2 separate regions of the Sus scrofa genome follow, and region 2 is linked to region 1. A link is a contact called in public HiChIP or PLAC-seq data. All regions are on one chromosome and are shown on one strand. Each heading gives the region's core, a stretch centred on a gene start, on an enhancer-like site or on the middle of the called end of the contact. The rest is flanking DNA. Distances are from core to core; before and after follow the strand shown. Region 1 overlaps NR3C2 (mineralocorticoid receptor). Region 2 overlaps NR3C2 (mineralocorticoid receptor).

Region 1 (7,365 bases), core at 1,981-4,480:
TGTGGAAAACTCTTGATCACCTAGAACTCAGACAAGTGAAAGTCTTAAGTAACCATTGTTTTGACAGGATCAAAGTTGCTATGAGAATCTTTTAGAAAACAGCTTTGGTTCCTGCTGTGGTTCAGCGGGTTAAGGCTGATATCCATGAGGATGTGGGTTCCATCCCCGGCCTGCGTAGGTCACAGGTGTGGCTCAGAGCTGGTGTTTCCTTGGCAGCATCTGCAGATCTGAGTCAACCCCAGCCCAGGGACTTCCATGTGCCGCAGATGCGGCTGTAGAAATAAAAATAAAAAATTAATAACATAAAAACTAAAATTGGCTTTGGCAGCGAGTCATGGGACTGAGGTCAGCACTCGATTTCGATTTCCCCTCCCTCATGGCTCCCTGTGCAGACGCTTCCATCAGCCACTCACTCCCAAAGCCCAGTTGGGTCTTCCCAGGCTTGTCTGTGTCCGCTCTCAGTCACTCCGACACTCTCTTCACGGCGAACCATAGCCAGTCTGGGTGATTTGGAGCTGACACTGTGCCTGAGCCCACCTGTCATGCAAAATGACCTGAGATGTCATCTCTGAGCTACCACGTTGGATTGTTAGTATTCCCGATGTATCCATGTGATGCCTAAATACAACTGGAGCAAGACAAAAATAAACTCTTTGGAAAACTGAATGCCTCACTCTCTGACCAACAACCTTTATGTTGCTTTACAACAGTGCTTTCAGGCTATAAGATCCAACAACGCCTGAATAGTCTTTCTTGGTGAGGCTTCGTAGAAAGATGTCTTGCTTTCACAGGACTCTGAAATATGAATGCCGATGGCAGTGGAAGGTGTACTACATTCATAAAAACAGCTTTATGATATACTCTTTCAAAAATTCTCAAACTCTTTGACCTTACAAGCTCCCCTTTTGGAATTCTTAAAGTGTCAGAATTCAGACAGAAATTTAAAGGCAAATGTACACTTTACACGAGTTCTATGTGGAAAAAAAGAAATTGAACGGTCAAAAAAAGAAAAAGTGAGCACACTGTGATACATGATAAAGGCTTTAACACATTTTTACAAGCACTAAAAATATTTTCCATATTGAAAATGCTTACAATATGTTAACAGAAAAAGGCAGAAGACGATCGTAACATGAAACATGTTCACAATTATATTCCATATATGTGAATTAGTACACAAAACACACACACACAGACAAGACTGGAAGGAATTTGTAATGTATTTATAGTGATTGTTTCTGATGTGGCTGAATAATATTGGTTTGCTTAACCTTTAGTTATATATAGAGAGAGTTATTACATATAATAATTAAAAAACTATAATACTTGTAGTGAACTTACTTTTATTCCCTCTTTAAGGGGTAAAATTATTTATCTTCTGGGAACTATAATCCATGTAAACATGACTTTAATTTGATGTACACAAATTTCTGTAAGGCACTGACTTAATACAAGTGCCAATTTTTATGGAATATGAGAGTAAAATATTCTTACCCACCTTAACAAAAAAATAGAAAGGGGAAACATAATTTAACAGACAAAGTGTTAATCAGAATTTTGAGAAATAAAAATCAATAGATATTGGTGAAATTTTCTCTTTTCAATTGGTTTTAAGAAGGAAAATTTATAATTTCAAGTTTATAAAATTTGCAATTTTAGCCAAAATTATGCTTATAAATATATAGGGGTTTGATTTATTGATATGATCCCAATTTGACATTATATTTATACTTCACATTATTTTAGGAAATGTGCATTTGGGGGTTCTAACACCCCATTTAAAAAATAAATTGTTCTCTACTAGTATTTTTAAAAGAAAAATCACACTCTCATGAATACTTAGGAATGTAATGACCTAAGACACTAGAAATTAAATCCATATATAGAAAGATGTTCAAAAAAGATAGTTATCTGAGTGGAAAATAGAGTACTTCAAAATTTTCCAGTTATAAAAATTGAGACAGTATCATCTTATCAGTTTTCTTTATAACTGCAGTAGCCAACTAAATATAATTAAACCAGGTTGCTTTGTACCTATTTTGAGTAACTCATAAAAAGGTTAAAAGCTACATAAAAGAAAATACAACTGGTGTAGTTATAATAAAGTTGTGGAGAGAGACCATGAGGATTTAAGGATAATAAACATAGAAACAAGCCAAAAAAAAAAAAAAAAATGATCTCAGAAAGGTATTTAGTTTTAGTTTTCCTTGAAAGATACATCATAAATCATCCGGGCATTATTTTAAATATAGGTACAAACAAAGAGGTGTTACTGTAAAAAATGGAAAACTCATGGATCTCCAGGAAAACTTAAAAAAAAATGAAATTGTGCCTATCACATTTTTGAAAAAGTCTTCCAACCTGAGGTTTTTCTAAACATAATTTTTAAGTCTGCATTTGTTTCCATTTCAAACATTACTCATTTCCAGCCTCTACGTGGTTCTAACAAAAACAAATCTAAATCCCAGTGCAGAATGACAACCAGCTGTTAAGACCAGCACCTGTGACAGCCCTCTTATCTCCCTATATGCTCCATTATTAACCAGAGGAAAAAAATAGCCTAACTCTGAGAGGGATTAGCTATCTTTTAATTGAATAAAGAAGCATTCTAACATGCCTTAACTACTATAGAAGTCTCTCTCTTTTTAAAATTGTCACAGGCCAAGCAAATTCAAGATATAAAGGCACGGCTTTGACAAAAGCCAAACATGATTTCAAAAAATGACAGGGGCACGAGTGACAAAACCAGGATCCTACTGCAGGGCCAGGTACAGATTACTGGGTCATTTGTATAAGCATCCGTTTACCAAGATAATTCTCAAACACAAGCATCGCGAGGTTGGCGGCTGTGACTAAGCAAGGAGAATGGGGGTGCATATACCTGGGGAGGGGATATGAAAAAGGGGGTACACTTCTTCACACTCAAATCTCTCAGCTCTGCCACCAAACAGCTTTGTAACCCTGAGCAAGTCACCTTGGATCGTGGTATCGTCGTTTGTCAATGATGTCCTTATATTACTAGATATTATGTGCTACCAAAATTACAGGAGCTGGGAGAAAAATAAGCAGACTGAGTAAAGTTGCAAAGCAGCCTGTTGGTGTGTGATGGTGTGTTTTAACATCCCTCTTTTCTCTCCCTATTGTTTGCTTTCTCTAGAAGAGCAGAGGTGTTACAACACATAAGTGTGCCATAGAGCACTGAGAAAGCATGACTGGACCTTTGGCTAGAGGAAGTTGCGACACGTAAAGAACAGTGAGTCTGCATGAAATAGGGGTATCCTCTCATGACAGTGGAGGGGGGTGGATGCGACACATGTGATGGTCATCCACCAAGTGTGCTATAGCATAAAAATGGCAAGGTCGAAACAGGTCTAACCAATAGGTACTTTATTCACCAGGGAGAGAGAATCCAGAACTTCACTGTTGCTGTTACAAAAGCAAGCGGGCGGCAAGTGATTTTCCCCAATGACTCTGTCAGCAAAGCGAAATACTTCCCCTACCTCAGGAATAATCAGAGCCAAGGACTGATGTTCCTTTCATATATTCAAGAGTGGATCCTTACAACAGTAGATGGCATTGAAGATGCTTTAAGGTTGTTCTGTCAAGTAGGAAATACAAATACACACACGTGTGCTAGTTTGGCTGCATCAATCCGGATTCTGTACGTTTTGGTTTTATTTTCTTCGGTTCCACGAATCATAACACTATTGATGAGGTTGTGAAGGAATAAAGTTCAATCCTTGAAAATATACTCCATCTCTAATATACAATCAAGGTTAGAAATGAACTCCAACCAGCAAAATCCCTGGACCCAAATCATCATGAGAGCTACAGCTGTTTCGTTTCTAAAATGTATTTTTTCAAAGCATCTTTATAAGCTTTATGTTAAGCTTCAAGCTTGCCACTGTTCGGACTCCAAAATGAGAGAGGTCTTCATTTTATTTTTTTTTGGCATTTTTAAAACTTTTATTGTAGTATAGTTAGTTTACAAGGTTGCAATAATTTCTGCTATACAACAAAGTGACCCAGTCATACATATACACATATCCATTCTCTCTCAGATTCCTTTCTTTGCATAGATTATCACAGAATACTGGGTAGAGCTCTAATGGGACCTGCTGCATGAAAGATATCTTTAGAGAAAAGAACTGAAGAGAAGGTTATACATAGCTAGAGTTGGTCCGGGCAAGGGTTTTCTTATTATCTGTTATTTGTATTGTCTTAGTATGCTGACAATCTCTGAAAGACGTGAGCTTCTCCAGTTATTTTCTTTAGGGCTTGAAGGATCTTGACATCAACTGTTTATGTAACATACAGATTGGAACAATACATTTAGAAGAAAGACTGACAAAACTTAACCTTTGTGACAGTGAAGCTTCACCAGAACTAATAATGTTTACCTTTCATGAAGGGAGCCTGTGCCATGGTGCTGAGAAATCCCCGTCTAATGCTTACGATCAAATGTAAACATTTAAAATTTTCCTTTAAAAGAATATCTGGTTTGTAAATTAATACAAAGGCAAAAGTGATCAGAAGACATAAAAGCTCAGTAATACCAATATCACCAAGAATATGTTATATTTATAAAACATAACTTAAATGGGTCTAAGATACCACTTTAAGTAAATTCTCTCTTTTTGGCAGCACCCACAGCATGCAGAAGTTCCAGGGCCATGGATTCAACCCATGACCTGGCAGTGACAATGCCAGATCCTTAATCCACTGAGCCACCAGGGAACTTCTTCAGATACTTCTTTACAGACATACCATCTAAAATAAGTCCATTGTTGAGCAAGAATTACGTCTGTCTGATAATCCCAGTTCTAGATTTTTGGGTCTGTATTAGGAGAAGCTACATAATGGAAGAAATTAAAATTAAACTGGAAAAAAGATGCCAGTGGAGTCATCTTCAACCATCAGGGTAGCTCAGTAGGAACCTAAATAAAAAGACCTAATTTCCTCAATTTAAGTCACAATCTATAGCAAAGATGCAGCATTGAAAAAAATCCTGTATGACCTGTTTCTTTGTCTGGAATGAAACCTATGTGACCATGTTATTACTGACTGAAAGAAATATCTCAACTTCTGAAAGTTCAAAAGCAGATGGAAGAAAAAATACATTTTTGCAATTAAGGATATGGAGCTAACTTAGCTGAGAACATGTGCATCTTCAAATTCAAGTTCAACCACGGAGAGCCCTGATCTCAGAAAGAAAAAAATACCCTAATCACAGACATTCTTACATTCTCTTTAAGCTTGGGATCCCTTGGGGCCCCTTAGAGCATGCTGAGATCCCCAGGAGCTTTTACTGTGGCAAAAACGTGTCTACAATCTGAGTACCTCCAAATATACCATAACGATGGTTTCTGGAACGTGTCTTCTTCCCTGTAGTCATTCATCAGCTGATACGTCAGTCCCAGAGTCCCTTCCTGTGACATCTTCCTGATGATTTTACCAAAGTGAGTAGAAAAAGTGATGGGGTGGGAGTGGATACACTTGGTCAAGGGACAAGGTGGATGTGCTCTGTTAGCAAATCAGTTAAAACCTGTTGTGGTTGCTAGTGCTGGGCCTATTGGTATTACCTCTTGGTAACTGGGACTTGGTAACAGGATGAAATTGTCTGGTCTCCTCTCTCGGCACAGGTTTGACTTGCTGGACTTCACCAGACCGGACTTTGAATTTGTCACACACACACTCTTACCTGCATGCGGGGCCCCAGCTTAGCCAGGCAGAAGCATGGGAGCCCACCTGTGCCTGGCAAGGTGTGTCCACCCTACCACACAGACTCCCCGTCTTTGCAGTAGTCCTTTCTTACCTCATTGCCATGCCCCAGCGTGTCTTCTGTCAGAGGCAATAGGGGGACCCATCAACTTAAAAGTATTTATTTCAACATCTGGCTTCTTGCCAGGCTCTGCCACTTGTAGCCAGGGCTGCCTTTGCTGCAGAAAGGACGGGAGGGATGACGAAAGAAAGAGGCGGCAGCAGCTGCCGGGGGAATGAATCGTTCTGCTTCCCTTTCTGCCTGGAGCAACATAAGCCTGCAAAGGGCGGTAGCCCAAACGGGCTGCAGATGGAAGGTTCAATTTCCCACTGGAGGAAGAGGAAAGGCGCCACTGAAGGGAGGAGAGCCAGCCTGCGCTGAACTGAAGGGAAAGAGAAACCTTCCCGTGGCATAATCACACCTGCTCCCCACCTGAACCCTCTCCAGATTCTCTTCCTGGCAAGGTGGACACCTATGTCCACAGGGAGAAAGGAGACAATGCCGAAGCTGTGCCTGGAAGGAGGTCCCAGCATCTTCCTTTGTCATCTTCTGCCACAGAAACAGAAACGATGGCCAATTTTGGACAATTTATTTATTTATTTATTTGCTTTTTAGGGCCGCACCCATGCTATATGGAAGTTCCCAGGCTAGGAGTCTAATCAGAGCTACAGCTGCCAGCCTACACCACAGCCGCAGCAACGCAGGGTCCAAGCTGCATCTGCAACCTACACCATAGCTCACGGCAATGCTGGATCTTTAACCCACTGAGCGAGGCCAGGGATGGAACCCACATCCTCATGGATCCTAGTTGGATTCGTTAACCACCAAGCCACAAAGAAAACTCCAATTTTGGACAACTTAAAGAGAATGAAAAGAGAATAAAAGAGAATAAAAGAAAAAGCCTCTCCAGTCGGTAACAGAAACTAAGCTACCAGTCCTCAATTTTCAGAAGTTCTCCAACAGCCAATCCAACAGTGTGGATCCTTCGGTCTTGAACAGGAAAAAAGAGTGTTGTTAACACAGAACACTATTGAACTCTGAGTGAACAAAGGCAAGAAACTAACCACCAGTTCACCATCACCCAAGAGCCAGGCCCGGGCTGATGCCAAGAATATATCCAAACAGCTCACGATCCATAAATAGTGGAGCACAAATTCTAACCCTGGGTTTTCTGATCCCAGCTGAGTCCTCGGTTATCTCAGAATCTAACTTGGGCACGCAGTCTCACCCAGTCTCCCACCACGCTTCTGCCAGATTTCCTGCTCATACAATTCGTTTTTCTGTTCTTGCCTTTTATTCTTTATACCTGTACAAACTGTAAACCTCTCAAGTCTACACAATAAGATGATGAAGGTCTAAACTGCACCTACCTTCAGGGGCCTGGTGACCTGTCACACAAATGACATCACTGGGCTGAGGCTCCAGAGGGTGTGGCCCCATGTCCCCTCAATGTCCACAGGCACGGGACGACAGAACCTTTCCATTGTAAGGACTGTCTTGTGTCATATTTTTATTCTTTCTCTTTTTTCACACTTCGTTTCTATTCTGCCTCCCCCATTGCTGCAATATGATTTAGCCTTAGAAAGCACTGTACTATAGAGAAT
Region 2 (6,979 bases), core at 714-3,213, 130 kb before region 1:
CACCTATGAATATGTACATTCCTACGAGGGATGAACGGCTGCATCAAATGCCTGCTCTTGCTTCTCTTCTAAGATGTCATCAGTCACAAAACAAGACATCAGCTTAGAGTTTCAAAGGAAACCAACAAAAATTAAACAGACACATTGGTTGCAAATGATAATCACTACAGTGAAAATCTGAAGGAAAAAAATGCATTAGTGTTGAAGAAATAGAGTAAATCTTTAAATGCTATCTGCCTGGGGACCAATCCTAAACGCTCCTCTGGAAATTCTGCAGGATCAAAATACCCATTGTTTTATTCAAGCTGGATTACTGTGACAATTAATATGGCTTAACTTAGATATGAAGATTCAGAAAACATACTTTCACTGATTTATGGAAGTGTGTTATTTTCCCCTCCACGTTTACTGTTCAAAAGTCCCATTGACATTCTTCTCGTCTACAAGCAAGAACAACAGAAAAGCAAAAAAAAAAAAAAAAAAAAAAAAAAACCAAAAAACAAAAAAATGGTATTTCTTCATAAAACTCAGTACGCATGGGCTTTCTAAACTTCTATGGACTACTGCATTTCCGGCCTCAGGAGACCCTTAAAGATATAAAAATTGTTTCTCTTATTGGATTTCAGATATTAAACCTCCTTTCTCACTGGCGTTGATGCTGTGATTTCTCTCCCCAGACCTGTGCTGCATGTTGAGTTTTGCAGGTGACCACCGAGCTAGTCAGAGCGAGCTGCTGGCAGGTGAAGCCAATTTTCCTCAAGTAACATGATGGCTCTCTCTGGGCTTCCCTGTGTCATGGTTCTGTCATTCTGTGCATCCTGGGTCTTTTGTTTTCCACTCACTTCTCTACTTCAGTTTTTAAAGCATTCCCCAGCAGGAGACTTACTGATGTCCATAAGTCTTTTTTTTCTCTCTCTCTCCTGTTCTCCTTCTTCCTGTTTGTCTCTGTAGGGCTAATTCATCTGATGCTCAGTAGCACAATTCATCTTAGGTTTCCCTGTTTTTATTCAAAATGGAGAAGGCTATTTTCTTTAAATTTCATAGGATCTATAAGCTAGCAAAGAGAGAAGCAAAACCGTATCCGTCATATGACTTCACAAACACAAACGTATCGTATTCTCCCACTTCCTCCGGGTCTTCTGACTCAGGCACAGCTTCTCCTAAAGAGCTGTCATCATGGAATAAGGAATCTAAGTAATTGCGCATATTCATTTTTCATTATTACTTTTTTGCAGGAAGTATTCTGTGTTGTTATAAATTTTCATAGCCATAATTTTATTGGCTGATTAATATTGCATTATGTGGATGAATTTTCATTTAAATTTTTTCCTCTCTTTGGCTCTATTCCTTTTTTTTTTTTTTTTTGGTCCTTTTAGGGCCGCACCTGCAGCACATCAAAGTTCTCAGACTAGGGGTCGAATTGGAGTTATAGCTGCCAGCCTATGCCACAGCCACAACAACACCACATCTGAGCTGCATCTGTGACCTACACCACAGCTCACAGCAACACTAGATCCTTATCTCACTGAGCGAGGCCAGGGATCAAACCTGCAACCTCATGGTTCCTAGTTGGATTCGTTTCCACTAAGCCACGACGGGAACTCCTCTTTGGCTCTATTCTTATCAGGAATATAGGAGTATCCATTTCTTTGAATGGTTCCCAGCATTAACCTCACTTTTCTCTTCCTTTCTCGCCTTGCTGCCTTCTCTGCAGTCTCCAAAAGAGCAACCATGAGGTCTGCCATTGCTACTGCTTCCTGTGTCTGAGGGTCTTTTTCTCTTTTCACAAGACAGGATCCATTCCAAGGGAGAAAAAAAAGGTGGATCTGGAGTTGGCCACCTTTTAAAGGCTCCGGCTCAACCAAATAAAAGTGATGGTCGGGATTAAGGAAAGCTGTAGATAGCTTGGAAAGAAACTGAAACCAGAATTAGGAGTAGCCTGTGGTTTGTGAAATTGACATTTTTAAAGCTACCGGAAGAAAGAGTCTGCTATTTTGGAGTCTTTATGAAAGGAATGTGAAAGTGGACTTGAGCCTATCTGATAAAAAATGAACTGGGTTGGGGGGGGCTTGGAAAAGAGAAAAGACAACTGTATTAGACTCCTTAGGTTGTGTTTTTCAAGTCTCTGATGATATAATAATCTTGGATTCCAAGTTCCTCAGCTGTAAGCAGGAAGACTGGAACAGAAGATCTCCTCTATATTCCATGGCCGGAATGCAGTCAAGTTGAAACACCACAAAAGGACTCATTCTTCTTCTTTTTTTAAAAATTTTATTGTATAGTTGACTTACAATGTTGTGTTAGTTTCAGGTGTACAATAAAGGGAATCAGTTATACATATGCATATATATTTGTTGTCAGATTCTTTTCCCACAGAGGTTATGACACAGTGCTGAGTAGATCTGAGGGCCACGTAGCCTTAACGCTGTGCTGAAGACACATACAATCTAAAAGACAAGTAGAGCCTCCTCTTGAGATTATTGGCCTGTAACAGCAAAGTGATGAATTCCTTTGGAAGAGGCTATGCAAAGTAGTCAAGGCTCATGGAAACAGACCCAGGCCTTTTTGAGATGTACTATTAGGGGACTATAGGGGGTGTGGCAGGCCCAACCAGGGGCCAGAAAAACTGCTGATTTCCTTTCAGTTTCTCTGTGGACATTCTCACTTCTGCTCTATTTTCCTTTGCATGCAGCCTAAAGTACAGTGGGATTGTAAGGCAAAAGGACAGTGTCTGGGAGTTCCTGTTGTGGCTCAGTAGTTAACAAATCAGACTAGAAACCATGAGGTTGTGGGTTCGATCCCTGGCCTTGCTCAGTGGGTTAAGGATCTGGCGTTGCCGTGAGCTGTGGTGTAGGTTGCAGACGCGGCTCGGATCCCACGTTGCTGTGGCTCTGGAGTAGGCTGGCAGTTACAGCTCCGATTAGACCCCTAGCCTGGGAATCTCCATATGCTGAGGGAGTGGCCCTAGAAAAGGCAAAAAGACAAAAAAAAAAAAAAAAAAAAAAAAAAAAAAAAAAGGACAGTGTCTGTGACAAGAGGTACTGTGGAAGGCTTTTATTTCTGATACAAAGAAACCTGCTCCTCTTCTTCCTTCCACTTTCAAATGGAGTGGCCTATCTGGGGACACAGTTAGGTTGACATGCTAACCAGCTGATAGGATAGGAAGAAAAATATTCTAAAATACTTTGGATTCCCAAAGTCTTTAGAAAGGGGACAGGCTAATTTTGTCCCCGAAAATGGGCTAATTTTCCCTAACAGAAAATTAGCATTTATGGGGTTGTGTCTGCCTCAACTCCCAAGAGAGGTAGCTGGAAAGAAGGTGGATAAAAACTCTGGGAAGCCCTGCTTTGCTAGGAAAACCAGAGTGAGACTGGACCATGTATAAAAAGGTTTTCATTCAAATATTTAATTTAAAAATTTTTCACTCATATATTTAATTTCATTCATATATTTAATTTAAAAAACTGCTTCACAAGTTCCTTGGTGGCCTAGTGTTTAAAGATTTGGTATTGTCACTGTTGTGTCTGGGGTGTGTCCCTGGCATGCCCAGGGACTTGCACACACCATGGTGCGGCCAAAAAAAAAAAAAAAAAAAAAAATCACATTAAAACATTAAAATTCATATTATCTATTTTAATATAACTAAATCACTTGCATTACTTTTTGCCCAAATTGAAACAAAAAGCAAGGCTTCAAAATAAATTATAAAAGAAAAATAACAATATTATGTTACCACAACTGGAGAATTTGTGAAAGTTAATTATTTAATCCACAAACCAAATGTAGTTAAATTATAACTTGAACCTAAATACTTTCATACATATTAATTTCCACTGCCCATTTTTGACTCATAACTTTCAATGACCTCAAGGTTCAAGGGCAGCTTCTTCTCTAAAAAAGTTTACCAAACTCCATATAACCTCTTCTGTATATACAGAAACCAACATCAAGATATGTGAGTTCTGTATCATGTACTGTGAACAAACCTTACTTACAGGCCATCACGGACACAAGTAAGAAGCCTGGGTGCCACAGCTGCCATTAATAGGTCACCTGGGCTATTTTTAATATGCCAATCTATCAACAGTGGACCTGTGTCATACAGCAGAGTGATGCTGGGCACGAGCTTTGGTGCCAGGAACAGAGATCTCAGTTCTAGCTCTACCACTCCCTGGCGCTGTGGCCTTGGGCCAGCTCTTTAACCTCTCTGGGCCCCCCTTGAACTCACTTCTAAAACACACAGGTTACTAGTATGTATCCACACAGTGTTACGTGGGGTTTAAAAGGGATGATATATAGCTTTCTTTGGCTTAAGCAGGATGCTTGGAACACAGAACCCTCAAAAATGCCAGTTAACCATGCTTATATCCAACAAATAACTACTGAACACCTACTTTGTGCCAGGCACTGTTCTAGTCACTGGTGATAAAGCAATGAACCAAAGAGATCAAAATCTCTCCTCTGATGGAATACATATTTTAGTAGAAAATATCTCATGATTAAATAATGCTTACCATTATTTACTATTATTGCTAAACCGCGGGTCCCAATGCCACCCAGGGGATATTTAGCAAAGTTTGTCTCAAGTGGGGGGGAAAGGGGAAGCTACTGGCCTCTAGTAGGTAGAGACCAGAGATGCTGATAAACATCCTACAACACACAGGATGGCCCCAGGACAAACATCTATTTGGCCAAAAATGTCAGCAGTGCAGAGGTTGAGAAACTGTTTTAAAGTTTATGTATGATGAAAAAATGTTCAACATCGCTGATTATAAGAGAAATGCAAATCAAAACTACCATGAGATACCACCTCACACCAGTCAGAATGGCCATCATTAAGTTCACAAATAACAAGTGCTGGAGGGGCTGTGGAGAAAAGGGAACCCTCCTGCACTGCTGGTGGGAATGTAAGCTGGTACAGCCACTATGGAGAACAGTTTGGAGATACCTTAGAGATCTATACATAGAACTTCCATATGACCCCGCAATCCCACTCTTGAGCATATATCCGGACAAAACTCTACTTAAAAGAGACATATGCACCCGCATGTTCATAGCAGCACTATTCACAATAGCCAGGACGTGGAAACAACCCAAATGTCCATCGACAGATGACTGGATTCGGAAGATGTGGTATATATACACAATGGAATACTACTCAGCCATAAAAAAGGATGACATCATGCCATTTGCAGCAACATGGATGGAACTACAGAATCTCATACTGAGTGAAATGAGCCAGAAAGACAAAGACAAATACCATATGATATCACTTATAACTGGAATCTAATATCCAGCACAAATGAACATCTCAGAAAAGAAAATCATGGACTTGGAGAAAAGACTTGTGGCTGCCTGATGAGAGGGGGAGGGAGTGGGAACTTGGGCTTATCAGACACAACTTAGAATAGATTTACAAGGAGATCCTGCTGAATAGCATTGAGAACTTTGTCTAGATACTCACGCTGCAACAGAACAAAGGGTGGGAAAAAAAAAAATAAAGGTTATGTATGGACTCAGTTAATCCCGAACACAACCCTGTGAGGTAGGAATTGTAAGTATGGCTATTTGATAATAATCAATAGTAATTATATTTAATAAAGTGTGATTATATAATACTTGTATGAGATCACTTATATGTGGAATCTAAAAAAAAGGATACAAGTGACCTTATTTGCAGAATAGAGAGAGACCCACAGAATTTGAAAAAAAACTTATGGTTACCAGAGGGGACAGGCAGGGGGTAGGGATGGACTGGGGGTTTGGGATTGGCACAGGCACACTGAGGTCTACAGAATGAGTCGCCGATGGGGGTCTGCTGTGCAGCACAGGGAACGCCACACAATATTCTGTGATAATACATATGGGAAAAGAATCTGAAAGAGAATGGATGTGTGTATAAGTGAATCACTTTGTTGTCCAGCAGAAATTATCACAACATTGTAAGTCAACTGTACTTCAATAAAACTTTAAGAAATGAAAAAAATATAACTGATATTCACAATATATATACAATTATATATCTCTTATAAATGTATGAAATTTGCAAAGTTATATAAAATTACATAGAGATACTTAGCCACATACCTCAGCAGTGTGTCTGTGTGTTTAAATTCAGATGGTAGATTTTACAGACCTGATTTAGAGTTCATTCTATAACCAACAGCTGTACCATCCATGGTGCCATTTTGATTCTACATTATTAATCTCTTCTGATCCTCACACATAACGCTTCGGAAAGTGATCTTTGGTGTCACATTGGCGCTGATTCAGATGTTAGGACGAGGAAGCTGTGCGGTACATCGGAAACTCCAGACCAGGAATCTGGAGATCCAAGATCCAGCCTCATCCTCTCACTGGCTGTGGCATCTTGGGGCAAGTGGCTTCACTTCTCTGGGCATCTGATGTTCAGCATCACCAGCACATGGGGTAATCACACCCCTCGGGTCATGTATGAACGTGCTATGGACCTACACCACGGACGCACACTGAGTGGTGCCCTGTTTCCCACTGTACCCTGACTCATTTAGTCCTCATGACAGTCTAGGAAGTAGGTATGCTGATCAATGCACGTTGAAGAGAAGGAAGCAGGGGCACAGAAAGGTGGTAACTTGCCTCTGAGGTTACAAGGTCCGGAAGCAGCAGAACAAGGTTCCCCGCCCCCTCAACCCTCCCCTCCATCCGGGGAGTGTGGCTCCAGAACCCTCCCTCTTGACCAGCGTGGGCTGCTCTGGCTGGGCTCCAGGCATCCAGGATACGCTCTCACAGGAGCAGTTCTGGTCCGCTGACCACAGGTCATCCTCCTCTTGATCCCTAAGTTGCTCTGCTCTGCATGCAGCCATGTTCCTCCCTAGTCCTGACTAGCCCGTTGGTTCATTCATCAAAGCAAAGGATAATGTCTCTCTGTTTTTTCCCCAGTTATTTTATTCCTTTTAAGTAGGTCAATTGTGTATACAATACAGCAAGCAAAATTCAAAGG

The links. HiChIP or PLAC-seq counts read pairs in DNA pulled down with a chosen protein or histone mark.
Region 2: an H3K27ac HiChIP or PLAC-seq map of alveolar macrophages shows a contact between it and region 1. The contact joins two enhancer-like sites. A contact is called at or near these places in 1 of 47 Hi-C or Micro-C datasets (epiblast stem cells) and 1 of 2 datasets of contacts at active chromatin or transcription factors (alveolar macrophages).

Annotation. Positions count from the first base shown.
Region 1 is chr8:80,432,351-80,439,715 of Sscrofa11.1, reverse strand. All of the region lies in intron 2 of NR3C2 (mineralocorticoid receptor), which reads right to left. Among named protein-coding and RNA genes, the nearest start is that of NR3C2, 130 kb to the right of the region's middle. Within about 2 kb of position 3,230, at least 3 of the 83 cell types and tissues checked have an H3K27ac peak or open chromatin away from gene starts, as enhancers often do. A contact at or near this core is called in alveolar macrophages, where this site is marked.
Region 2 is chr8:80,566,250-80,573,228 of Sscrofa11.1, reverse strand. The region is part of intron 4 of NR3C2 (mineralocorticoid receptor); the gene reads right to left. Among named protein-coding and RNA genes, the nearest start is that of NR3C2, 270 kb to the right of the region's middle. Within about 2 kb of position 1,963, at least 10 of the 83 cell types and tissues checked have an H3K27ac peak or open chromatin away from gene starts, as enhancers often do. A contact at or near this core is called in alveolar macrophages, where this site is marked.